3 separate regions of the Mus musculus genome follow, and regions 1 and 2 are each linked to region 3. The links are chromatin contacts, called in public ChIA-PET and HiChIP or PLAC-seq maps. All regions are on one chromosome and are shown on one strand. The core of a region is the stretch at or near the end of the contact, and the rest is flanking DNA. Distances in the headings are between cores, read along the strand shown.

Region 1 (3,832 bases), core at 1,177-3,676, 780 kb before region 3:
CCCTTTGCTCTTAGGCTCCCCTGTAGAGGTTGGGGAGTCACCGCCCTGCTCTTCTTTGCAGATGTCTTTGCCCAGTGACTCGACAGGCATGGAAGATCCCACACAGCCTCACATTGTAGGTAAGGCCCCAGCCTATCCCAGTTTCTGCTGGATCCCTCTGGGCCCACTAAATGAGCTCCTGGGCCTTTTGCTGCTAAGGCACCAACAGGTTCTCATCTCTACACCAGGAATCCAGAGTCCAGATCAGCAAGCTGCCCTGGCCCGCCACAACCCATCCAGGCCTGTTTTTGTTGAGGGCCCCTTCCCTCTCTGGCTTCGTAATAAGTGTGTCTACTATCACATCCTAAGAGCTGACCTGCCACCTCCTGAGGAAGAGGTGAGTTACTGGCCAAAGCATTTGCTGCCAAGCCAGACCACCTGAGTTTGACCCCCAGGGCCCATGTAGAAGGAGAGATCTCACTCCTACAAGTTGTCCTCTGAATTACACAGGGGTATGCATAAATGTTTACCCAAAAAAAAAAAAAAAAAAAAAAAAGGCAAGGCAGGCCGAGCTCTCTGAGTTTAAGGCCAGCTTGGTCTACACAGCAACTTCCAGATTAGCCAGAACTACAGATTCTGTGTTGGGGGTGGGGCTGGCACTGTCCTGAAGGCTCAGCTGAGGGACAGGTTTTGTGTTCTGGCCTCTAATCCTGCCTGCTCTCTTGCCTGAGGTAGAAAGTAGAGGAGATCCCAGAAGAATGGGAGCTGTACTACCCACAGAAGCTGGACCTGGAATATTCAAGGAGTGGTTGGGACGACTATGAGTTTGACGTGGATGAAGGTAAAAGCAGGTCTCAACACAGCACATCTGTGTGGTGGCCATTTGTCCACGCTCCACAGGATGAGGGGTCATATGCCCCCCAGGGTACCTCTCCTTGGCTACTCCCTCTCCCCTTTGTACTATCTTTTAAGGAGCATTCTATACTGACTAGTGATGTGACCAGAATACGCGCAAGCCTCAGGTCAGCAGGGAACAGTCAAGTTATATGTGGGGAGTTGGGAGGAGGCACATGGTAGCCTCCAAGTTAGGGCTCAAACTTAGTCTCTTGATAGTATCTGAGCAGCGGGTGGCATGGCCAAGGGAAATGTAGAACATTTATGTGGCACAGGGAGCTGGCTGTGAACTCATGGAGGTGCTCAGAGTACGTCACAGTGGTGAGACACAAACTCTTCTCCTAACAGTGACAGAAGGCCCTGTCTTCGCCATGTGCATGGCTGGTGCCCATGATCAGGCAACATTGATCAAGTGGATCCAAGGCTTGCAGGAGACCAACCCAACCCTGGCACAGATCCCAGTGGTATTCCGCCTGGCCAGGTCCACGGGGGAGCTCCTGACAACTTCAAGGCTGGAGGGACAGTCCCCTCCCCACAGTCCTCCCAAGGGGCCTGAGGAAGATGATGAGACCATTCAGGCAGAGCAGCAGCAGGGGCAAAGTTGAGTCAGATAGAGCTGGCATGAGGAGAAAAGACTGGGCTGGTATGAAATAATATGGAGAAAATAAAAAAATCAAAACCTCTTCCCTGGCCCTGTGGCTTCCCTTCGTATGTTCTGCATGGGCTCTTTTGGGTTTACCACCTTGGGACCCTTTTTTAAACTTGTCTTTTCAAAAATTCCATTTATAGATGGGCGTGGTGGCACACGCCTTTAATCCCAGCACTCGGGAGGCAGGCAGACAGATTTCTGAGTTCGAGGCCAGCCTGGTCTACAGAGTGAGTTCCAGGACAGCCAGGGCTACACAGAGAAACCTTGTCTCGAAAAACCAAAAAAAAAAAAAAAAATCCATTTATATATTTATGGTATGGGAGGGATGTGTGGAGGTCAGAAGACCATTTGCTGGAGTCTGTTCCGATATATGACCCTGTGAATCTCGGAAATGTAACTCAGATTGTCAAGTATGCCAGCCATCACCTTACCTGCAGAGCCGACTTGTTGGCCTTTAAAAACATCTTTTAAATGTATTTACCTTTATTTTATGTGCATTGGTGTTCTGCATGTATATATGTTTATGTGAGAATGGTAGATCTTGGAATTACAGACAGTTCTAGCTGCCATGTAGGTGCTGAATTTGAGCGCAGGTCCTCTGGAAAAGCAGTGAGTGCCCTTAACCAGTGAGCCATTTCTCCAGCCCTTTTGAAAAAATCTTTAATCACATTGCCGAAGAATTCAATAGAGAGGCAAGGATTACCTGAGTTTCAGTACCCAGTGCCTCTACCTCCCAAATAACTGACTTGTCAACAGAACGCACTTCCATGGCCTGGGCCGGACGGACTACGCGCATGCGCAGCTATGGCTAGTTGTCCCCGTTTGGCGCCGCGGGCAGAGAAGACCCTGTGAGAAATCTCCCGGCGGCGCAGACTAGGCGCGCCACTTCCGGTCGAGGCTCCTAACAACGGGGGAGGCCGGTAACCAGGGAGGGGGGGATGGCGGAGCGGGCTCCAGAGCCCGGGGCGGAGGCGGAGGCGGGCGCAGGCGGGGAGGCGGCGGCAGAGGAAGGCGCGGCAGGCAGAAAGGCGCGGGGCCGGCCGCGGCTCACCGAGTCGGACCGGGCCCGGAGGCGGCTCGAGTCCCGGAAGAAGTACGACGTGCGGCGCGTGTACCTGGGCGAGGCGCACGGCCCCTGGGTGGACCTGAGACGCCGCAGCGGCTGGAGCGACGCCAAACTTGCCGCCTACCTCATTTCGCTGGAGCGTGGCCAGCGTAGCGGTCGCCACGGGTAAGGGGGCGCGGGGCCGGGAGAGGGAGGGAGGGAGAGAAGAAGCCGGGGGAGGGACGAAAAGGGCAGCGGCCCCGCCCCCGGAGCGTGAAGCCCCACCCCCGGGCCGCCTGGCGGCCCTCGGTCTCGGGCTTAGGCAACCCAGACCCCTCACGCGCCTCCTCGCGGCTCCGCCTCCGACCCATTGACTACCCAATGCAAGCCTGTGCCCCACCCCTCTGCCCGCCTTCGGAAGCTCCGACTGGCCCGTCTGAAGAGTCGACCCGCCTCCACTGGCCTGGCCTGGGGCTGGCTCTCAGGTGTAAACCTCCAAAGGTGCTGGGCACTCTGATTTTCTGCGTATGAGTGCCTTGCCTTCGTGGATATATGTGTACCACGTGCATGAACTACCTGCAGAGGTCAGAAAAGGGTGTCGGATCCCCAGAAACCACCATTGTGAACCACCATGTAGGTTGTGGGAACCAAACCCGGATCCTCAACAAGAAAGCAGCCTTAACCCAGCCACCTGTTTCAACAACCTTGTCAGGGTTACTTGTGTGCATCCTGAGTGCTGGGACTAAAGGCATGTGCCAGGCTTGGTGTGAGGGCACTTTTATTCTTGTGTATGTGTGCGTGTGTGGTGTATGTAGGCCCACATAAGGAGGTGGGAAGACAGCTTTGCAGAGCTAGTCCTCTTCTACCACGTGCCCTCTAGGGATCAGACTAAGACCATGAATGGTTCACCACGCTGTAGTTGTCAGACCTATTGGTAAACTGTCATGTGCAGCTTGCCACACTGAGAAGCAGGCTCTGAAAGTGTAGATGGCCTCTCCTGTTTGAGACTCAAGCATGTCTCTCTCAGTGTCCTCCAGGAAGAGACAAGGACAGCAGAAGTGCCCAAGAGTAAAAACCCCATGCCCTTAAGAACAGCTAGAAGGTGGAGCATTTCCAATAGAGGTTACTCCTGCTGTCTCACAGTGCAGGTGTCCACAGTGGGAAGACAAGCTGGATGCTAAGCCATGGAGGGAAAGCTCACCCTGGGACTCCAGCTGTTGCCCCAGCTTCCCCAGCCAGTAGCTGCATGGTGTGAACACTGGATT
Region 2 (3,910 bases), core at 237-2,736, 630 kb before region 3:
CTTTGCCTCTTCCTCCCCAGTGCCAGGATTAAAGGCATGTGCCACCACACCCGGCTCTGTTTGATTTTTTACATTTATTTATTCTTTTGTTTATTGCATGTGGAGATCAGAGGACAACTTGTGGGAATTGGTTCTCCTTCTACTCTGTTGGTCCCTGAAACCCTCATATCAGGCTTAGTAGCAACTGAATTCGAAATCTTGCTGTGTGGACTCTGGCAAATATCTACTTTTCTTTGATCCTCAGTTTCCTTATTTATATATATGAATACACTGTAGCTGTCTTCAGGCACACCAGAAGAGGGCATCAGATCCCATCACAGATGGTTGTGAGCCACCATGTGGTTCCTGAGATTTGAACTCAGGACCTCTGGAAGAACAGTCAGTGCTCTTAACTGCTGAGCCATCTCTCCAGCCCCAGTTTCCTTATTTCTAAAACATGTTTTAACTCCAAGAGCCCTTAGGCATGTTGAACAGAAGAATCTAGCACCCTTTAGAGCCAGACTCCTCCCACGTGGAACGGGGATTATGCCTAGGATTCAGGCCAGCACTGGGGAGATAGAGTAACCACTCTCTATATAAGAAGCCTTGGGCTCCATCCCTAGCACCGTGTAAAGCAGCATGGCTTTGTACACCTTCAATCCCAGACCTTGGGAGGTGGAGCCAGGGGAATCAGTTCACATTTACTCTTGGTACTTAAGGAGTTTGAGGCAAGCCTGGAAAACAAACAAAAAAATTTTAATTTTTAGAATTTTAAATTTTATTTTACATGAGTGTTTTGTCTGCACCACGTGGGCTCTTGCAGTTTGATGAAGTAAGAAGGGTCAGGTCTCCTGGAACTGGAGTTATTAGACACCATGTGAGTCCTGAGACTCAAACTCATATCCTCAACAAGAACAAGTGATTTTAACCGCTGAGACATCTCTCCAGCCCCCAAAAGTAAAAGGAATAAAACTATGGTTACACTAATCTTGTTATGAACCACTCGACAGAGGGAAACATTGAGGTTGAGAGAGGTTAAATATGTCAGGAGTCACAGTCCTAGAAAGGGGAGATGGGAATAGAACTCAGCTGCTGAGGTTTTCCTGTTAACACAGAATGCATAGAAAATGTTTTCTACCTCTAGTTAGGAAAGAGAGGCTCTGATGGGACTTAATGCCTCTTCCCGCTCCTCTGGGCTCTAGCTCAGGACCACAGACTTGCACTCCCAGATCCCTACCACCCCTCTCCTACCATACTACCAGGTCCCATCCTCTCAACTCCCTGCCCACCTCTGACGCCTCTTGAGGTGGCCCCGCCCCTGCCAGACCCCACCTCCGCCTGCAAGGCTCGCCCACTCAGCTAGGACTTTTGTGGCGTCCAAGCCTCCGACAGGCCACGCCCATCTCCTGGCTCCGTTGGCGGCGCCCACACCCGTAAGACCACGCCCACCGCCGGGCGCCAACTCTCAAGGCGCCCCGCCCCTTCTAGGCCCCACCCGCTCACCTCGCCTAGTCTTCTGCGGCCTCGCCCCCTCCGCCTGGGCGGAGCCGGCGCGGGATCCGGGTGTCAGTGTTGGCAGCGCCGGCAGCTGTGGGGCGAGGGTCGCAGCCCTGTGCGGGGCCGTAGCAACTTCGTGGGCGGATCCTGGTGTGCAAGGCGGGACCCGAGGTGAGCCCAGGAGCGAGTGCACCTGCCAACCCGCTGATACGCGCGTGCACTATGACAGGGTTGAACTGGGGTCCGCGCGAGCCTGGGTCCCGCACCCCCTGTCAGTGCTGCTGGCTCTTCTGGGTTCCCCGCACCCGGCAAGCTCTGCGAACGGTGGCGGGGTGGGCGAGAAGCCCAGCTTGGGGCCGAGCGACGGCGCCATATGGTGATGGGGGAGGCACTTGCTGGTGCACGCAGTGCAGTGACTGTTCGGGTGCCAACCTTGAGGGCTAGGGGACCCCTAGATGGCCCAGAAGAGAAGCCGTGGTGGGGCGGGGGCCAGCCTGGAGGCCCTGCCCGACGGACGCCTCAAACCCGTTCTCCCGGAACACAGGGTGGGGTTGGCTGCGTTCTCCTTAGAAATGCACGGAGTAGAGAAACAGAAAACACCGAAGGCCATTGAGAAATACTTTTGCTTGGGCTTCGGAGAGCAGCTCTAAGCTAGACAGCTGGAGAAAGCAAAGTGGGGGCGGGGGTGGGGGAGAGCTTGGAAGAACACCCTAGATTTGGATAAAACAGAATGCTGGAGTGTGGGAAGATATAAACAGGAGGATATGGGGTGGTGGGTTTTGCAGTCATTAAGTGGCTAGGATAATTCTCTTGGATTTGATGACTTTCAGTCCTGTCTTTGTGGACCATGGCTGGGGTGAGTCAGCTTTGGCCAAGAGGGAGCCAGGCCCGGCCCCTTTGACAAATAAAATGGTAGATACCCACTTGGGAGCCTAACTGGGCCTTTAAACCTTATGTTATATATATAGAAATTACCCTCACCCTGGGAGACAGGGAAAGGGTTACAGTGGATTTGGAGAGGACAGGACAGCACCCCAGAGGCAAGCACCAGCTAAATTCAACATCCAAGCCTTGATGGAAGGGGCTCTGTCTAGCTGGCAGTCACACACACACCTACACACCTGGCCATACCAGCTGCTTGCACTGGGCAAAGTCCAGCTTGCAGCCCGTGCAACTTCCTCACCACCACGGCCCCCCAGCCCCAACTGGCCCTGAGTTTTCACCTGTTACCTGGTCCTGCACCTGAAGGGAGAAGATCTGAACCTTCCACTATAAAGGTTCCATATTTCTTTCCTTTTTCTCTTTCTCTCTCTCTGTCCCTCTCTCTTTCTTTTTTCCTTCCTTCCTTCCTTCCTCCCTTCCTTTCTTTCTGAGACAAGTTCTCATATAACCCACCCCAGTTTGGTAAGGAACTTCCAATGTAACGCAGGATGGCTTTGAACGCCTGGTACTCTGTTTCCACTCTGTAGTGCTGAAATTACAGGTGTGCACATCACACCTGGTTTGCTGGGTGCTGGGGCTGAAAACGCAGGTGAGTGCTCTACTCCCCAGCCCTCAGCCTCACCTTTGTGTAAAGATTAAATAGCAACCACAGCCCTCTCACTGTGGTGTTTCTTTCTTATGCACAGCTGTGTCTCTTCAGAGACCCATGCCTGGTGCAGAGACTCAGCAGAAGTTTGTTGATGAATACCACAAGGATCATTAAGAAGGGCACAGTGGTGCACACCTGTAATCCACAGCTCCAGAGGCAGGGATCCACCACATGGGGAGTTTGAGGTCAGCCTGAGCTACCTGAGATCTTTCCTTAAAGAATAAAAGTGGAAAAAATGAGAAGGAGTAGAGAGATGGCTCAGCTGCTAAGAGCAGTTCTTTCAGACAACCTGACTTAGATTCTCAGAGCCCAGGTCAGGCAGTTTACAGCTGCCTCTAACTACAGCCCCGAGGTGGAGCCACGTCCCTGTCAACCCCATACACCAGTCACATATGCAGCCTTAGTCTTACTCCAGAGTGAGACCTTGTCTCAATAAATAAATAAAAATAAATAAAACTTTAAAACTAGGGCTAGGGGATGGCTTTGCAGGAAAAGGCACTTGCTGCCCAGCCTGATGACCTGCGTTTGATCCCAGATCCACGTGTCGGAAGATGTGATTCTTGAAACCAATGGACCCATAGACTCACCCTTACGGAAGCTGCCCTCTTACAGGAGTCCCCTCTTTGACATCAGGATTTCTGGTCTCCCCTCCAAGCAGATCCCACTGAGATGGCATCCGCTAGTGAGCCCCCTGCCAGCCCAAGAGACGCTGCTGACCAGAACTTTGACTACATGTTCAAACTGCTCTTGATCGGGAACAGCAGCGTGGGCAAGACATCCTTCCTGTTCCGCTATGCCGATGACTCCTTCACCCCTGCCTTCGTGAGCACAGTGGGCATCGAC
Region 3 (3,924 bases), core at 195-2,694:
CAGTTAAGAGCACTGGCTTCTTGCTCCTCCAAAGGACCTGGGTTTAATTCCCAGCACCCACATGGCAGCTCAGTTCTAGATTCGGCACCCTCACACAGACATGCATGCAGGCAAAACAGCAATGCACATAAAAAATAAAAAGGAGTCAGGCAGTAGTGGGGCACGCCTTTAATACTATGCACTTGGGAGGCAAAGGCAGGCAGGTGAAGAACAGTCTGGCCTACATAGGGAGTTCTAGGACAGCCAGAATTACATACTAAGACCCTATCTTGAAAAACGTAGAAAAATCTAAAAGAGAATTATTACAATATGTGGCTATTTGATTGTCTATATGTGCACCATGTTGGTATAGGTCAGAAGAGGGTGTTGGATCTCTGAAGCTGGAGTTACTGATGGCTAAACTGTCACATGGTTGCTGATATTGAATCCTAAATCTTCTACAAAAGCATTGATCCATCTTTCAGGTTCTATAAATAAATAAATAAATAAATAAATAAATAAATAAATAAGTAAATAAATTAAAGGAGACCATCTTGGTAGCCCATTCCTTTAATCCCAGCACGAATGGCAGAGGAGGCAGGTGGATTTTGAGTTCAAACAGATCAAATAAGTTTCAGGCCAGCCAAGGCTACACAGAGAGACCCTGCCGCAGAAACATAAAAACAAACAAAAGTCGGGCGGTGGTGGCCTTTAATCCCAGCATTTGGGAGGCAGAGGCAGGCGGATTTTTGAGTTCGAGGCCAGCCTGGTCTACAGAGTGAGTTCCAGGACAGCCGGGGATACACAGAGAAACCCTGTCTCGAAAAAACCAAAACCAGCCAACCAAACAAAAATGTTAGAAGGCACCGCGCTTTACCACTCAGAAGCCGTTCCTTTAACCCAGCAGTCGAATGAATGAACTAAGCTCCGAGTTTCACAGTAAGAGCTTGCTTATTAGCATTTCCGCGGTCCGTGAATGACTAAAATGTTCCAGTTATAGGAGTTTCCAGTCCTGCCTCCCTTCCTCCCGGAGGCGCTAAAGATCCAAGATGGGCCCGCGCCAGCCTGTCTCCAGCCTCTCCGCTGGGGTCAGTTAAACCTCCTCCTCTTTCCCGCCCGCCCGCCGGTTTTGAAAAACCAAAATTCCTGCTGTGGCGGGCAGCTCCACTGGTCGCTGCACGCTGACCAATCAGGAGCCACGCCACTGCTACGGGAGAGACAAACCTCCCCAGCAACGCGTGCTGATTGGCTGTTATTCCCAGCAGGCGGGACTAATGGAGGTCGGGCTCTGGGCAAAGTGGCTCTCGCTACTCTGTTGCGAGTTTGTAAGAAAACAAGGGCGCTCTGGGCGGGGCCTGGGGCGGGCTTGCCTCGCCCACTAGCGGCTGACTCTGGCGGCCAGTACAGTGCCGGCTCAGAGCAGACCCCGCCCGCGCAAGGAAAGGAGGGAGGGTGAGTCTGGGGAGACCCGGCCCAAGGGGCGGGCGCCGAAGGGCTGGGCGGGGTTCCCCGCTGCCTCTCTCGGTGACAGGGGGAGGAGCTAGCTGCGAGCGCTGGGGTCGTACGGGCGGAGGGCGCAGGCTCTGAGGCCGGCAAATGATCATAGAGTTGGCCCTGGTGGCACCGCAGTCCCTAGAGTTCTGATCCAGCTCTTGCTGGTTCCCCAGCCCTGACCTTAACTGGGCTTGGGGCTGGGTGGGTTTCACAGTCCACCGGTATCCACTATGCTTCTGGAAGAAGTCTGCGTCGGCGACCGGTTGAGTGGCGCAGCGGCCCGTGGCGACGTGCAAGAGGTCCGCCGCCTTCTTCACCGGGAGCTGGTGCATCCTGACGCCCTGAACCGCTTTGGCAAGACGGCCTTGCAGGTGAGGCCTGGCTGGCACCCGGCCCCCACACCCCATCCCTACAAGTCTCCTGACCCGGGTTGGTGATCCCTTAAGGTTTAGTCCTTGCTTGCTCTGATGTTGGGTGGGTGGTGAGGATGCGATGGGGGAGGGGATGGCTTTTCAGCTCTTGTCTAATAGCCTGACAGATTCAGTTTCCCTGCAGACCTTTATTCTGTGGGTTCATCTTCTTTTCGTGCCAGTCCTTGAGGACAGCTCATATTTCTTGAGGCTCCTTAAAGATATTCGATCTCTGGAAGATGGCATGCATGTCTTCTCCAAGGGAGATAGCCTTTTTTTTTTTTTTTTTTGAGGTGCCCTCTTGAAGGATCTCTGGTTATTTCAGGGACATCTTCATTTCGGCAGGTGATGTAGATTTTTTCCCCTTTTGTATCTTCTGCGTGCCTAGTAACAAAAACGATTCCTTATTGCTTGAAGGTCCCGTAATTTGGGTGGCATTTATAGGAGAGTCCCACCTTTTCATGGGTACTCATACATTCTGAAGATCATGCCTATGTCTAAGGAAGTTATTTCTCGACAAAGGGGATCCAAATTGTCTAGAGCATCTCTTTCTCAAAAATTCTATGTAGTTCCCAGATTGTAGTGTTGAAGGGGCTTTACAGCCCTAATGATATGGGACTGCTCTGGCCTCAAAGAGGCTTTAGACGCCTTCCTGGTTCTCTCTCTCTCTCTCTCTCTTCAAGACAGGGTTTTTCAGTGTAGCCCTGGCTGTCCTGAAACTCACTCTGTAGACCAGGCTGGCCTTGAACACAGAAATCTGCCTGCCTCTGCCTCCCGAGTGCTGGGATTAAAGGCGTGCGCCACCACTGCCTGGCCCGGTTCCCTTTCTCATCCATTCTCTTTACTTCTCTTGCTTCTTCATTTTCTTTTTTTATTTCTGAGACAAAGTCTCACTTTGCATCTCAGACTGGCCTTGAACTTGAGACTGTCCTCCTGCCTGAGCCTCTGAGGTCCTGGGATTATGAAAGCGTCACTATGCCTGGCTTTTTAATGTTTTCATGAGAGTCACTTTTATAGTTAGGGCTTTTTGTTGTTGTGTTGTTGTTCTTAAGAGAACTTTGGGCTACACAGTAGTGACACAAATTAATCCAGCACTTAATCTTTAATCCCAGCACTTGGGAGGCAGATGCAGGTGGATCTCTGAGAATTTGAGACCAACCTGGTCTACAGAGAGAATTCCAGGACATCCAGAAAGACATCCTGTCTCCGACAAGGATGGGGGTGGGGCTTAGAAGGTGTGTGTGTGGGGGTGTCCTTATTTTCAAAGAACCTGTTCTCTGGGGTCCCAGTCTGATCCCTTGGGTCCTGACTTTCCTGGGGGCGTCCCCATTCCCTAAGGATCCCTTCTCTGTGCTCTGGATTTGTGGTAGACCTCTTTATTCTACCTGACCCTTCTCCAATGGGAACCTCCTGACTTTCTCCTCCCCACCCCCATAGGTCATGATGTTTGGAAGTCCAGCAGTTGCTTTGGAGCTCCTGAAGCAAGGTGCCAGCCCCAATGTCCAAGATGCCTCCGGTACTAGTCCTGTGCATGATGCGGCTCGCACCGGGTTCCTGGACACCCTGAAGGTTCTGGTGGAGCATGGTGCTGATGTCAATGCCCTGGACAGCACTGGGTCGCTCCCCATCCATCTGGCGATAAGAGAGGGCCATAGCTCCGTGGTCAGCTTCCTAGCTCCTGAATCTGATCTCCACCACAGGGACGCTTCCGGTCTCACTCCCCTGGAGTTGGCTCGGCAGAGAGGGGCTCAGAACCTCATGGACATTCTGCAGGGGCACATGATGATCCCAATGTGACCCAAGGCCACTGTCTCCAGCCTTACTGGGTTACTTGTCAACAAAAGAGGAAAGAAACTTTCTCTTTTCACACCTGTCCATTGAAGAAGGGAGTGGGAGGAGCAGTTTGTGGTTTATTGGTGTTGATTTCTTGAGTGTGTGTGTTTGGGGGGTGTTTCTCATTTGTTTTTCTCACCCCTTTTGGTGTGTTGGACAAAGAAGGGGCTCCTACAGGCAACAGCCATCTAAACGGTTCAGTTTCCTC

What was found. ChIA-PET counts read pairs in DNA pulled down with a chosen protein or histone mark. HiChIP or PLAC-seq counts read pairs in DNA pulled down with a chosen protein or histone mark.
Region 1: a contact with region 3 is called in an HNF4G HiChIP or PLAC-seq map of pancreatic cancer cells. The contact joins the promoter of Zfp653 here to the promoter of Cdkn2d in region 3. A contact is called at or near these places in 1 of 484 Hi-C or Micro-C datasets (uterus) and 1 of 115 datasets of contacts at active chromatin or transcription factors (pancreatic cancer cells).
Region 2: an RNA polymerase II ChIA-PET map of memory CD8 T cells shows a contact between it and region 3, with 11 read pairs. The contact joins the promoter of Rab3d here to the promoter of Cdkn2d in region 3. A contact is called at or near these places in 1 of 39 promoter capture datasets (liver), 2 of 484 Hi-C or Micro-C datasets (liver and muscle stem cells) and 3 of 115 datasets of contacts at active chromatin or transcription factors (cardiomyocytes, memory CD8 T cells and stem cell-derived neural progenitor cells).

What each region holds. Positions count from the first base shown.
Region 1 is chr9:22,069,970-22,073,801 of GRCm38.p6, reverse strand. It overlaps Zfp653 (zinc finger protein 653), which reads left to right and starts at 2,426. Exons shown (of 9, transcript NM_177318.3): 1 at 2,426-2,753. The coding sequence starts at 2,461. It overlaps Ecsit (ECSIT signalling integrator), which reads left to right. Exons shown (of 9, transcript NM_001253897.1): 6 at 62-119; 7 at 228-376; 8 at 715-820; 9 at 1,222-1,556. The coding sequence ends at 1,478. Gm16845 (predicted gene, 16845) reads right to left here and starts at 2,800. Exons shown (of 3, transcript NR_040407.1): 1 at 2,638-2,800.
Region 2 is chr9:21,915,759-21,919,668 of GRCm38.p6, reverse strand. It overlaps Rab3d (RAB3D, member RAS oncogene family), which reads left to right and starts at 1,486. Exons shown (of 5, transcript NM_001324531.1): 1 at 1,486-1,647; 2 at 3,726-3,910. The coding sequence starts at 3,737.
Region 3 is chr9:21,288,729-21,292,652 of GRCm38.p6, reverse strand. It overlaps Cdkn2d (cyclin dependent kinase inhibitor 2D), which reads left to right and starts at 1,444. Exons shown (of 2, transcript NM_009878.3): 1 at 1,444-1,844; 2 at 3,321-3,924. The coding sequence starts at 1,704. The coding sequence ends at 3,680.